Regions from separate parts of the Ovis aries genome. Here region 2 is linked to region 1. Evidence: chromatin contacts called from public Hi-C data. All regions are on one chromosome and are shown on one strand. The core of a region is the stretch at or near the end of the contact, and the rest is flanking DNA. Distances in the headings are between cores, read along the strand shown.

Region 1 (4,152 bases), core at 1,032-3,531:
TCCTACAGGTCTCCTGCCAAGCCCAACTAGAGCCAGCAGTCAAAGGAGCCACTGACAGTCCAGATGGGCCCCGAGAAGGGAGAAGACAGGTAGAGAGGGGATCTAGAGGGCCAACAGGAGAGAACAAGAGTCACTCGAAAAGCTCTACTTCCTTGAATCATCCCCCTCCATTCCACCCTTCAGAAGATTTATAGAAATCAGCCTCCAGATAAAATACATCTCAAACCAACAGCCACTCCAGTGGGACAACTTTTCAGGTTCTTCTAGGGTACTAGCTAGGAGAGAAGGAATTCCCAGGGTTACTTCCTTTCTTCCAGAACTTTACACAGTGGTCAAAGGGTAAATGTGTGGAATTAAGTGTACAGTTTGCAATGGAACATAGGCTCTTCATGGTGAACATAACATGTCTGAAGGAAGAGGGGTCAGCTTCATTGTTGTTCTTAACCAAAACCCAGTCATTCTGAGCAAGGCTGAGCAATGACTGGAATAGGTTACAGGGCGGTGTTATCTACTGGAGGTTGTAATAGTTAGCTCTGCACTTCTTCTTTCTCGCCTTCTTTTCTAATTCTTTCATTTCTTGCCAGTTTTTCCCTCCTTTTATCCTTCTTGGCAGTCTCAAGCGATGAGGGGAAAAAATGCTAAACTAAGACCCTGCCACTACAGATACTGTCGGCCACTACAGATACTGTCGGCTAAATTACATGTCGGTCAGACAGCTCGGCTATTTGAATTTCCCCAACATGTGGCAGTTCTTGTCTTGGAGCCAAAGGCCGACACTTTGAGCATGCCCATTCATCACACACATGCACATGTGCATATGCACACACTTACACGCACACACACACAGTGCAGGGCCAGATGGTATGCCGTATCACTAATCAAAGGCACGTGGGCAGCTTTGATTGGCGCTGCAGTCCAGAGAGGACTCTGGGCACGATTTTAGTCAGGATGAGCTGAGAGGGTCTGAAGTGCCCCCGGGTCTGAGACCTGGCCCTAAATGAGAGAGTTTACCCCGAGGCAAACCTGTCAGATCCCAGCTCACAGACCCAGAAGGAGAGGCGAGCGGGTGAAGGTTGAGAGACATGAGTCTTTGGTTTAGGAAGGAGTGAGTCGCGTCAGCATGCTTCTGTGTGTGAGTGTTTTGGGGCTGGAGGGAGCAGTTCAGGATTTGTTTCTCCCATTCCCCCAGGCTCTGGACTGTCTGGAATTTGTCATTAGCACACTTGAGTCATCAATAAATGAGAACGTTGGCAGGGCCTGAAGCCCGAGCGTGCTGGCAGGGGTGCTGTTGACAGGGCTGGGTGTTTAGTTCATGGGGTGAGATGCCCAGGCTGTGCCCCTGGGTGATTGGCGTCTGGGGGAAGGCACGTCAGGAGCCCTCGCTGCAGTCCCCTCAAAGTGTGCTGCTGCTGTGGAGCAGGGCTGTGCGGCTGCCCTGAACCCCAGCCCTCCTGTCCTGCCTTCCTCCCGATTGTCTTTCTGGTGGTGTCCTCTCCAGCTCCATCACCTTCCCAGATGTTGTCCTGATGCCCTTCAGAGGGCCAGCTTCACACCCTTAATTTCCAAATAGAATATTCCACCCTTCCCTCTTCCAATTCTTTTTTCTTCTCTCTTCCCTTTTACAAGTATCTTCTGTGTGCTAAGTTGCTTCAGTCATGTCCAACTCTTTGCAACCCTATGGACTAGAGAATTAAACTGGGGAGGAAAAAACAAAGACTGAGGCCCTGGGACTGGCCAGGAGAATAAAAGAAATATTGCAACAGAGGACAAAGAAGGAGCAGGGGTGTTTATAGGAAACCTACCCAGTGCCAGGTCCAAGCGGGCAAATGTGAGGAGTGGAGTGGGAAAGATAGATACAGGCTCAGAGAGGCTGAGTAACAGACAAAGCCACACAGCTAGTCAAGGGGCAGAGTCAGCATTTGGATTCAGGCATGGCTGGTCCTGTTGCATCTACCCTTTTATGCTATGCTGACTGTCTCTCATCAGGACAGTGATTGAAAGAAGAGAAAAATTTAAAAATTGAGAGGATTAGTCATAAGCTCCTTTTCCCCTTTATTTTATAGAAGCACTTTTAAGAGGCAGCTTCTAAAGTGCATATGAGGGGAGTTGGAAGACCTTCATCTGCTAGCTCCAGGTCAGCCCAGCTGTTTACAGAACACCTCCAGGGGTCTGCCCTGTGCCCAGGCCGCTTTACGAGGCAGGAAGGGCCCAGTGTGTATCCACTGGCGTGCTCTGCAGATGGCATGCATGCTTCATGCTGAAGTTTCTGCAGGGAATTAGTCAGTGCTTCCAGACAGCTGCTCCGTGTGCCTGAAAATATTTATAAGCCCGGTTTTATGTTCCCCACAGGCCTCAGCCAGGCCGCATCTTGTTTATGGAAGTGTGGGCAGTGTTGAGAAGTGTGTGCCGATCACAGGTATTTTCAGACTGTGGGTAACTGTTGTTTCTCAACACAGTGGTGAGGTTCCCATCTAAGGGCTCGCTGAAATGTCTCTCCCTCCTCCTATCTGGTGGATGAGCTGGCATTTCCCCAGGCACCTGCAGAATGGGATTTGGGACCTGGGTTAAACAGCTGCTCCTGAGTTCCTTTGTCTTCCCCTCCCTGCCCCACTGGATTGTAAGCGGCAGCCCCGTATCAGGGAGAAGGTCAAGACCAGGCCCAGAGTTGGTGATGGTGGTCCTCTGCCAGTAGCATTCTGGAGGCAACTAGCAATCATTTGGTATCATTCATTTTCTTACCTCTGCATGTCCCCCAGTGACAGCAGTTAGGTCTTCTGTCCAATCTGGATCTCCAGGTAATGGCAACCGTCATTATTTGAGTGCCCTTCAAAGTGAAGGGGCTTTGATAGGAGCTCCTGAGCGAAAGAAGCCAAAGACTAAACCGGGGCAAGCTGCCAGCATGGAGTCAGATGAGATCTGAAACCCACCCCATCGCCCACCAGCTCTGGGGCCTTGGGCACATTACCTAACTTTTCCACACCTTTGCTTGCTTGTCTGTAAAGTGGAAACATATTTTCCCTGTTTTGTGCTTTTGTTTTTGCAAAGATTAAGTGAAACAGCACATGTAAATTGTTTAGCACAGTACCTGGCATGTAGCAACTGGTAAACAAAAAGGACTCTTGTTATTCTGTCTGGACAAGACTAAGTTCTTGAGGAATAAACAAATTCCAGATTGGCCAGAGACACGTGGAAAGGCCCAGCCACCATCCGGGAAAGGGAGAGAAGGATCAGAGCTAATTCCCTGTGGTCAGATATGAGTGGTCATGACGATGCAGTTGCCAGCAACAGGCGTGAGTGAGTCAGGAAGGTTTTCTTTTCCAAGAACAAGGGTGAGTTTGGTTTGGTTTGGGATTTGTTGAGCTTAAGGTAGTTGTGGCCGAGTTTGATGTCCAAGCCCAGAGAGGTCAGTGGGGGTGCCCTCACCCGGTCCCATGGCCACGGGTCCTCACCTCTGAGGACTCCTCCCCACATCACCACCCCTCAGCCAACCATGGCCTCTCACCCCCATGCTGCCTGCACCCTCCCTTGAGGTCTGATCACAGCCCCTCCTGCCACCAGTTCCCCAGAGGTCCCACACAGACAGACCATGCGAGAATTCTTGAAAAAAAGTTTCTTCCTGAGCTTTTAGGAAGCTCGGTGCTGACGAATACTGATTTAAACCTAACAAGCTCAGATAGACATAGCTTACGTATCAGAATGATTTGCTTTTGTGGACACATTTTTTTTATTGAGTCATAATATATGTACAATAAAATGAATAGGTCTGAAGTATACAACTCAGGGAATTTTTACATATGGGGATGCCCTTGAAATTACCCACAGATGAGGATAACAAACACTGCCAGCCCCCTAAAGACCTCCTCATCCCCTTCTAGACAGTCAGCACTCCCAAAAGTAGACCCTGTTTTACTTCTGCCGCCAGAGATTCCTTTTCCCTGTAACTGATCTTCATATAAACAAATCATTCAGTACCAGTCTTTTGTGTCTGGTTTCTTCTGCGTCATTGTGAGATTCATCCATGTTGCTGCGTAAAACAGTAGGTCCTTCCTTTTCTTTGCTGAGTCGTAGTCCATTTACAGATAGGTCCATGTATCCATTCTCCTGGTATTTCTAACTGGGAGACTTTATGAAAGTAGCTGCTGTGGTGGTGCT
Region 2 (4,152 bases), core at 684-3,183, 300 kb after region 1:
GCTAGGTGCTGAATATAAAACTGAATTAAATACAGATGCTAGTCTCAAAGAGGTTTATCATCTTTATTTTTTCATTCTTAATACTTACTTCCTCAGGTGGCAAATATGTAAAGTCATGTAAAGTGCTATTAAACAAGTAAAACCAGATCCACTATATTCTTGTCGCAGACATTTGTTATCTTTCTCTATTTCCTTGAACTATTACTTACACATTTCCCTAGCCTCCCTAACTTAAACAGTTTGAGTCCTACCTTTTTCTTTTCCCTAGTCCATGCATTAGTTCCTCCTATCTATTTAACCTCAGAATTAGTTTTCAAGGTCATTCCTTCTCCTCTCCCAATGCTCACTGCCACTCCCCAAGTTAGAGCTCTTTCACCTCTCATCTGTACAGGTGTTAGTGTTATCTACAATATAAGTTGTGAAGCAACTTTTTTCTGCCTAAGCAAATAAAATCCTTTTCATATTTCTGGTGCTTCCATTTTCTCCACAATTTTGTTCTTCACTACTAATTGCATTTACTCAACCTTGTTCTTTGTGTAACTTTCAGAAACCTGGTAGAGTGAGTAAAATTTATAAAAATTAAAGAACAAGTCAGTAAGGTTTTGTTACTGTCACCAAAATTTTCTCAGAAGAAATACGGAATCCTTGGAACTTTGAACTTGAAACAGATATCTTATCAGCTTTGAGAGTCTTGTAAGACCGAACAACCTTTGGGTCAAAACATAAATATACATGATAGATCTGAAAATGTTGAAATGACACAGGTTTTCTAAAAGAACCAAATCTTCAATAAATCTATTAAGAGAAGCATTAAGGGTAACTTTTTGTTTTTTTCAGCAGTCATCTCTGAGCAATAGTAGTTTACAAGAGACACTTGTTAATTGAGAAAAAATTTTCATAGCTATTAAAAAATAAGTATATTTAGTCAAATCTATTAACCATTTACCACAACAGAGCAAGTTGCTGATTGGAAAGATGATTCTTACAATAATAAGATGTTACATGAGTCAAAGAAATTCAGATGAAGAAATTGGAAGAACTGTGTAACAGTTATAACAGAAGAGCTCTGTAATAATTTGGCATCCTCTTCATGCTTAGAGATGTATATGATAGGTACTCCAGCAACCTTCCAAAGTCTTCTCTTAAGTTCAGAATGCTTGTCGTCGTCTAGTCGCCAAGTCGTGTCTGACTCTTTGCAACCCCATGGACTGCAGCATGCCAGCCTTCCCTGTCCTTGATTGTCTCCCAGAGTTTGCTCAGATTCATGTCCACTGAGTCTGTGATGCTATCTAACCATCTCATCCTCTGCCATCCCCTTCTCCTATTGCCTTCAGTCTTTCCCAGCATCAGGGTTTTTTCCAATGAGTCGGCTCTTCACGTCAAGTAGCCAAAGTATTGGAGCTTCAGCAACAGCCCTTACAGTGAATGTTTAGGGTTGATGTCCTTTAGGATTGACTGGTTTGATCTCCAATAGTATGAAAATGAAAGTTCAGAGTTAACTGTCACCAAATTGCAATGCCTGTTCTAAATGAGAAGTGTTAAAGCTATCAGCTGTGGGTTCTTTTGTGTGTGTATGGGAATCCTTCACATCTCCTATCCTTGATGATCTTTAGAGACGCTTGACACTTCTGCCCAAGTTTTTCAAGTTTAGACATTACGTGATTTTATAGGAAGATACACTCATCATACAGCTAGTTCATCTTTGCTCTGAGAAGAGATTGACGTTAATGGAAGAGTTGATGAAGTTGGTATCAACAAAAAGATGTGTTAAGATACTGGATATTACTTTAGAAGACTAATGAGCAGGAATGGTTTGGGGACTTTTTTTAAAGGTTCTAGGACCTTTCTGGACTTCCTTTTAAAGAATCAGTCTACACTTAACCTCTGATCTCTGAGCCTGAGTCTTAGCCACATTGTTGCATAATGCTTTGCTTTCTTTAGCTTCTCCACACTTATGTTGTAATCCCACTCTTTGTTCCAGAATTACCAGCCACATTGCACTTTCTACCAAGAAAACACTTTTATAGGTTGGGGAAAAGATCCATTTGGCTGTTGTATTAAATTAATAAGTTTTATTAAGTGGTTTTCTCAGAAATTTCTGTCCTTTTTATATAGAGGAAAGCGTATGTTATCTTTTTCTCCTAACAAGTTTGAAGGCTACTTTGTAAGTTGTAGTGTAATAATGGATCAAAAGCAGATCACCAGATATTGAAATTTACATTAGGGAATGTATTTTATAGGGCCATTAATGAATAGGAAAATGAAAAGAATATTATTGCAGAGGTTCAAACCTAGTTCAACGTCAGCCACTAAATCCTTCAGGATTAAAAATAAGGAGACATATTTGTGATACTCTTATTTTTGTTGTCAAAGTACAAACTAAGGTAATTAAATACCCTTTTAATGAAAATGGCTATGGAAGAATGACAGAATATTAGAAAATGGTTCTAAACATAGATCTGATCTGTCCATGATGCATTGAAGTACCATAGATCTGATCTGTGCCACAATTGCAGAGTAGCCAAATACTGCTTACATTAGTAGACTGAGATAGTCTTATACTACAGACGCTGGATGATACTTGAATGTTAAGTGATATAATCTGGGCAGGTTGGTCATTCCATAATTCAGAATGACTTTGAAGGCAGTTACGTGAAACCCAACTTCACAGATTTTTGTGATCTTTCACTCTGCTTGTTGGCTTTTATAAATACAACAGTCAGGGGCTTCCCTGATAGCTCAGCTGGTAAAGAATCTGCCTGCAATGCAGGAGACGCCAGTTTGATACTTGTGTTGGAAAGTTCCCCTGGAGAAGGGGTATGCTACCCACTCCAGTATTCTTGGGCTTCACTGGTGGCTCAAACAATAAAGAATCCGCCTGCAGTTCAGGAGACCTGGGTTCAGTCCCTGGGTTGGGAAGATCCCCTGGAGGATGGCATGGCAACCCACTCCAGTATTCTTGCCTGGAGAATCCCCATGGACAGAGGAGCCTAGCGGGCTGCAGTCCATGGGGTCTCGAAGAGTCAGACATGACTGACTGACTAAGCACAGCACAGCACAACAATCAAAGTAATTTAGAGCTTCTGATTTGATAGCACTGCAGTATTTTTTGCTCAGAAGTTTTTGTTCTCCACTTAAGACTGTAGTCAGTTCTTGTCTTGCCCACACAGTTTTCCTATGAAAGTAAATCTTCATGCTATTTTTTTGTGTTCTATAATCAAACTTTTTTTTGTGGTGGTCACTGTGAAATTCCTCAGAAGTACAAAGTGGCTCCTTCTGAGTTAGACGCAGATTGTCAGTTCAGTCTACCAGTACAACCGTGTGACCACAGCAAGCATGTTTTTTGCCTAGTTTTTGCTGTTTAGCTTCCCCACATTAGTCTCACCCCTATTAATATTTCATTCTTCCATTAAACTAGTCACCTTCCTCTTAAGTTTAGAGGCAAACTTGTAGTTGTCGAGGCCTTTCTTTATGTGAGGACAAAGTCTTTACTAAAATTGGATGGAAAAGGAAGAAGTTTCCATTTTTTCTCAGCGTTACAACTGTTTAAGGACAGTAGAGCATAGAGGGTAGAAAGTGACAACAGAAGGACCTGGGAGATCATTTTCACAATACACTATCCACACATGCCCTCATACTTCACCCCACCCCTACCCACAGTATATCTCAATTTTACCCTCATTCATACCCTCACTGGCAATGCTTGCCTCCCACCCCAAGTTTTAGCAGGGTGGCTCAGACGGTAAAGCGTTTGTCTACAATGTGGGAGACCCGGGTTCAATCCCTGGTTTGGGAAGATCCCCTGGAGAAGGAAATGGCAATCCACTCCAGGACTATTGCCTGGGAAATCTCATGGACAGAGGAGCCTGTCAGGCTACAGCCCATGGGGTCACAAAGAGTCGGACACGACTGAGAGACTTCACTTCACTTCACTTGCCAAGTCATATCAAGTAAACACCTAAGTAGAAACTACTTTTGTTTTACAAAAGTAGCTTCAAACTTAGAACTCTAAATGCCCCATTCCTTCCTATATAGAAATTCTATAGGTAAACACTATATCACCCTTTCCCACCTCAGAAATATAATAAAAAATAGATTTTTAATTTTGTAATTTGTTTAATGAAGAAGCAAGTCTTCTATTTAAAGGTTTAA

The links. Hi-C and Micro-C count contacts between places; a contact is called where the count stands out from the background.
Region 2: a contact with region 1 is called in a Hi-C map of tail adipose tissue, with 3 times the contacts expected there. The contact joins two enhancer-like sites. A contact is called at or near these places in 4 of 16 Hi-C or Micro-C datasets (hypothalamus, muscle, skin fibroblasts and 1 more).

Annotation. Positions count from the first base shown.
Region 1 is chr8:26,065,725-26,069,876 of ARS-UI_Ramb_v3.0, forward strand. All of the region lies in intron 12 of FYN (FYN proto-oncogene, Src family tyrosine kinase), which reads left to right. Among named protein-coding and RNA genes, the nearest start is that of TRAF3IP2, 68 kb to the right of the region's middle. Within about 2 kb of position 2,282, at least 10 of the 54 cell types and tissues checked have an H3K27ac peak or open chromatin away from gene starts, as enhancers often do. A contact at or near this core is called in tail adipose tissue, where this site is marked.
Region 2 is chr8:26,367,123-26,371,274 of ARS-UI_Ramb_v3.0, forward strand. All of the region lies in intron 18 of REV3L (REV3 like, DNA directed polymerase zeta catalytic subunit), which reads left to right. Among named protein-coding and RNA genes, the nearest start is that of MFSD4B, 99 kb to the right of the region's middle. Within about 2 kb of position 1,934, at least 4 of the 54 cell types and tissues checked have an H3K27ac peak or open chromatin away from gene starts, as enhancers often do. A contact at or near this core is called in tail adipose tissue, where this site is marked.